Linked DNA regions of Zea mays: region 1 is linked to region 2. A link is a contact called in public Hi-C data. All regions are on one chromosome and are shown on one strand. The core of a region is the stretch at or near the end of the contact, and the rest is flanking DNA. Distances in the headings are between cores, read along the strand shown.

Region 1 (2,700 bases), core at 84-2,583, 310 kb after region 2:
TTCACAGACTGGACGGTCATGACGTTCCTGCGGTATGACCGGACTGGTGGCCAACCCACAGCTTGTGCCCTGGTAACAATTATCCTCGTCAGAGCTTCAAACTGATATTTCTTTACTATGGTAGCCAGATCATGCATGTTTATATTCTTGTTTGCGACCGGCTCAGCGTTTCTGCTAATAATTTTAATGACAATGTGATTTGGTAAGGCCGCATGTGTCATGACCATGACTATTATTCAGAGAGAAATCACTTGGGGGGTACAAGTCTGGTTCTCCATTTCTCCTGATATCCAAAACATTCCGTTAATTATAACCGTCAATTCTATTTCAGTTTAAAGAGGGGGGAGGGGGTGTTAGCTACTACAAGGCCACTTTTTCCTAATGGAATCTGCCAAAAGGTTAAGTAAGTACGACATTCTTTTCAGACATGGACCGACAAAGGCAGGCATCAAATGAACATACTGGTATGCGGTTGCTTTTAAAAAGCTGTTGATAATTCGCGCGGCGCTTTGCGAGCTACAACGAACATACACAATATGCACTTTCTGCCAGAGGATCTTTTTCTATGGATATTTTGCGCTGCTAAAAGTGTGTCCCGTTGATATGCTAAGATTACGCAACGTACTGTAAATACAAAACTCTGAATAAATAAAAGAAAGCGAGGAAAAGAAGAAAAAAAAACAGCAAGTTGCACATAAATTCACGCACACGCTTTCTACCAAATGCCATTAAGCTGTTTCTACTTTTTTTTATTCCATACATAAAAAAATAGGGGTAAAAAAACGTAGCCCCTTTTATCATATATGGCACTCACAGGAATTTCATGGTTAGCAGTAACGTTCGTAATCATTAGTTTTTTTTTTAAAAAAAAGGTTAGCATCGTGGACTCGCGGTAATTAAATAGCAACGGTAAACTGACACTAGTAGCAGTCAATTTAAGCCTAAAATAACCCATGCAGACAAATCCACATGCGCGCAGATCGATGTACACGTACTTGGGTGCGGGTGGCTTCTCGGCATCAGCGGCCGGCGCCTCGGCGGGCCTCTTGGCCTTCTCGGCGGCCGGCTCCGGCTTGGCGGCGGCGGCAGCGGCAGCTTCCTCCATGCCGGCGGTGGGCAGCTTCAGCTTGAGGTCGATGGTGTCCTCGAAGCCCCTCTTGGCAGCCTTGGCCGCATCGGCGCCTCCTCCTGGCAGGCCGAGGCGGAGCTCCGTCCCGACGTCGACGTCGGCTCCAGCCATCGGCTCCGCAGCTAGGAGCGATGAGCAGCTGGTTGGCTAGCCTGGCGCGGCGGCCGTCGTCGCCTTGGGCACCTCCACGCTAGCTAAGCTTGTGCTTGCTCGGTTGTTCTTCTTCTTCGTTGGTCTCAGCTCCTCTGCTGCGCGCGTATGCGAGGAAGGAGAGATTTGGGGTTGCAGCGGAGTAGGAGGTGGTGGTGGAAGAAGAGAGGACCCAGGAACAGGGTGGAGATGCGTATATTTATATAGAGGGAGGAGTAGGAGGAGATGGGAGGGAGAGAGAAAGTGGAGGTAAATACTCGTATTCTAGGGTGATGGCAGGAGGAGAGAGAGAGAGGGAGGGAGATGGAACTGGGGTTGCAACTTACGATAGCAGTTAGTTAGACCATCAGTGAGGCCCCCTCGTTGGAGGTTGCAGCCAATAGTTTTTGTTTCCATGTTTCCTCCGTTTGGATTCCTCTATTCATGGGCAGAGGCCAACTTGTTAGCATAGCATGTGTTATGTGTATTATTTATCTTTTAATAATCAAACCAGTTCATGTGTGGAGTTTCGATTGGACGGTGCCGCAGCTAAACAATGATAATATATTTATGTGATTTATCTAGGAGCTTCTCCTTGTTTTATATTTTTTTTTGCGAAAAAGGATCATACTGGACCCTAGTAATTTGGATCTAGGAAAGGATTGTAGCCTCCCCTTATTTTTTTTGTGAAATTCCTTTGAGAGGAAAATAGCCAAGATGCCAAATCCATACGAAATACTCCCTCCGTCCCAAAATATTTTTTTCCATCTATATATTCATTCAAATGATAATAAAAACAGACATACATGCAAACTACATTCATATTAATATATTTCTTAACGAATGTATGATTAGTCTAAAACAAATTGTATTTTAGGATGGATGGAGTATAGTCTTTCTTCGACAATGGAGGTTGACACATATAGAATATAGAAAGTTTCACGGTAGATTGTATGAAATGAAATGAACTTCCTAGCTCGATTTCACTACTGGATGAGATAATGCGATGTACTAGTAAGTATATAGGAATTGCGATAAGCACAGACAATCAAAAGGAGGTTATGGTTTATGATGATAGTTTCTGGCTTTCCGCTATGAGGGGTGCTCCTCATATAACGGTAAAGAGCGCGAGAGCATCCATATATCCGACCGCAGTAGCTCTCAATCCTCATAGTAGCTTGCATTGCATGTGTGTCAAGGATCTGTTCCCACTTCCCAGCTTTCACCCATGAATGCGCGTTGTTCTTTATGCTACGAGAGATGATTTTTTTTATTGAATGTGTCATATGACTAAGGGGGTGTTTGGTTTCTAGGGACTAATTTTTAGTCCCTCAATTTTATTCCATTTTAGTCCCTAATTTACTAAATATAGAAACTAAAACTCTATTTTAGTTTCCCTATTTAACAATTTATGAACTAAAATGGAATAAAGTAGAGGGACT
Region 2 (2,700 bases), core at 130-2,629:
GCGTGGAGCACGACACCAAGCTTTCTCGCCCTAGCCCCCTTGAAAACTATCGGTCGTCGTTTCCCTCAATACGCTGCCATGGCTCCTAGTGACGATAGTGTGGCGGCACCGCCGCTGCTACCAATGTCAAGCGGTGGGGGCGTCGCCGCTTTTCCGTCAGTTGTCGCGCCGTCTTCTGATATGGTTAGTCGCGTTAGTGGGTCGGGCCACTTGAATTATGAGTTGGCCCGTCGAGAACTTCGCGACGGAGGGTGAAGGAGATGGAATCTTTGGGGGTACTTCCCTACTGGTTACAGCCTGGCAGCGGGCACGGAGACTGTACCGCGATCGGATGGCGAAGTCCTGGTCTTGCTCACGTGCCCTGTGCTTGAATTTCTCCCCTAATATACTTATTAAGCCAATAAATGCACGATAATTTTGTAGATCGACGGTTAGGTTATGTCCAGTGGCAGCCACATGGGCAATGGAAAACACGAAGTGTGAATGCGCGTGCGTAAACAAGAGGACGCCTCTATCTAATAAAAACGCGTATGCAGATGGCACATATAGACTTGTGGAGAAGAGATAAACCGTGGATTTGAAGTATGGGAAGGAGGGCACTCATTTTTCGCATCCTCGTTCACGCTCTGCTGGTGGATAGTTTACAAACGCGAAAAAAGTATGGGAGCAGGGTGTTGGAGATAGCTTTAGGATATATTTAGATCCACAGGACTAAAATAAAACGACTAAAATGATTTAGCTCCTTTAGCTCTCATGGAGGAGCTAAAACTGAAAAGTCTCTGGTCCCCACTTTCCCCTCACCTTACCTCCCTTAGGACTGTGGAGTCTTGGGTCCCCACCTTCCCTCTATCACTCCATTTAATGTTTTAATGAATGTCTAGTCACTTTTTCTAAATGGGAGTGACTAAATTAGTTTTGTAACTTTATTTTAGTCCTGTGGATCTAAACATGCCCTTAGCGTGACAGTTCTTTGAAATAGCAGTTCTTGTGGGGGTGCGAGCGGCAAATACAGCGCCGGCTCTTGGTTTCCAAGTGGCCCCCTACGTGGAACCTTCTGAGACGGCTATCCTACGTGTACGCTAGCCTCCAAACTTCAAAGCGCGTCTCTGCAGGGCTCGCACGTGCTCTTTTTCCCTCCTCACCCCGAATTAACAATCGCGAAATCCCAGGTTTGACCTTTCCCCCAGCCTTGTTGTTCCAGTGGGGCCCACTACACCCATGTCCCCTTCTTCCTCGCACACGCGGGACACTGCACCTGAGCCTCTCAAGCCCTCAACACGCCAATTTGACCACGTGACCGTAATCTTGATCCACGGCCTCCTTGCACTTGCACCGCACCGGTGCCTATTTAACCCGCGCTCGAACAACTCTCTGCCGGCAACGCAACCAAACCGCTCTCGCTCTCGGCTCTCGGCTCTCCACCAGTCTCCGCTCTCTGGACGCCGGAAATGCAGATGGACTCCTACAACTACAACTACGCCAGTTTCTTCCACGACGAGGCTCCGTCCTTCTACCCGCACGTTGCGGTGCCGCCCTCCCCGGAGCTGCCCATCGGCCTCATTGCCTCGCCAGGGGAGCCGGAGCCGCCCTTCGCGCCGCCGATGCCGGCCTCGTTCCAGGACTACACGGGCGCCGTGGGCGTGGGCGTAGGGGTGAGAGCGCCGTTCGGGGGTGCCAGCGTGCACGGGCAGGCGATCGACGCGCTGGGCGGGGGCGACGGGCAGCGCGAGCAGAGCATGGCAATGGCGGAGGACGGGGAAGAGCCGGCGCCCCGGCGGCGGCAGCCGGCGGGAGGCCCCGCCGCCGCCGCCGTCGAGAGCAGCCGCGGGTTCCGGCACATGATGCGGGAGCGGCAGCGGCGCGAGAAGCTGAGCCAGAGCTACGCCGACCTGCACGCGCTGGTGGCGGCCCGGTCCAGGGGCGACAAGAACTCCATCGTGCAGGCCGCCGCCGTGTACATCCACGAGCTCAGGGGCGCGCGGGACCAGCTGCAGCGCCGGAACGAGGAGCTCAAGGCCCGCATCCTGGGCCACGACGCCGGGCAGCAGTGCGTCAAGGTGCAGTTCGAGGTGGACGAGCCGGCGTCCGCCATCGACTCCATGATCGGGGCGCTCAGGCGCCTCAAGGGCATGGACGTCAGGGCCAGGGGCATCCGCTCCAGCCTGTCCGGGCGCAGGCTGTGGACGGAGATGAATGTGGAGACCACGGTGAGCAGCACTCTCGCCATCCTCGTTGAATCGTCCTTGTGCTTTGCTGACAATGACTGATCCACTTCAAAATTAACCGCAACATGTCAGCGCCCTCGAAAGAATCATTGTCAATGGACAATGGGGTGTGCCACTTGTTAGTTGTTAGTTACTCGATCGACGCAACACTGGAGCTAAACCACGCGGTTCCTCTTGTCGTCCTGGGTTTGCAGATGGCGGCCGACGAGGTGGAAAGGGGCGTGGAGGAGGCTCTGCTGCAGGAAGTGGAGAGGAAGCAGCAGCAGCAGCTTGGAGCTGGGAGCGCCGCCCCTGGTTTTCCAGGCCCGTCATCGCACGTGCAAAACGTGTTTTGACACGCGATCCTCCCCCACAACAAGAAGCGAAAAAGAAACATGAACCCCGAGCCTCATTTCTTGATTCTTTTTTCTTTAAGAACCGGATGCGCAAAACGAGCATCCGCGTCCCTGGCTCTATTGATTTATTTTTAAGTAGA

Evidence for each region. Hi-C and Micro-C count contacts between places; a contact is called where the count stands out from the background.
Region 1: a contact with region 2 is called in a Hi-C map of ear, with 2.7 times the contacts expected there. The contact joins the promoter of LOC100284262 here to the promoter of LOC100281108 in region 2. A contact is called at or near these places in 3 of 25 Hi-C or Micro-C datasets (ear, leaf and tassel).

The regions. Positions count from the first base shown.
Region 1 is chr1:281,665,599-281,668,298 of Zm-B73-REFERENCE-NAM-5.0, forward strand. It overlaps LOC100284262, which reads right to left and starts at 1,334. Exons shown (of 5, transcript NM_001157157.2): 1 at 996-1,334; 2 at 1-69. The coding sequence starts at 1,240.
Region 2 is chr1:281,357,483-281,360,182 of Zm-B73-REFERENCE-NAM-5.0, forward strand. LOC100281108 reads left to right here and starts at 1,380. Exons shown (of 2, transcript NM_001154027.3): 1 at 1,380-2,207; 2 at 2,420-2,700. The coding sequence starts at 1,449. The coding sequence ends at 2,560. It also overlaps a transcript of LOC100274394 not described here.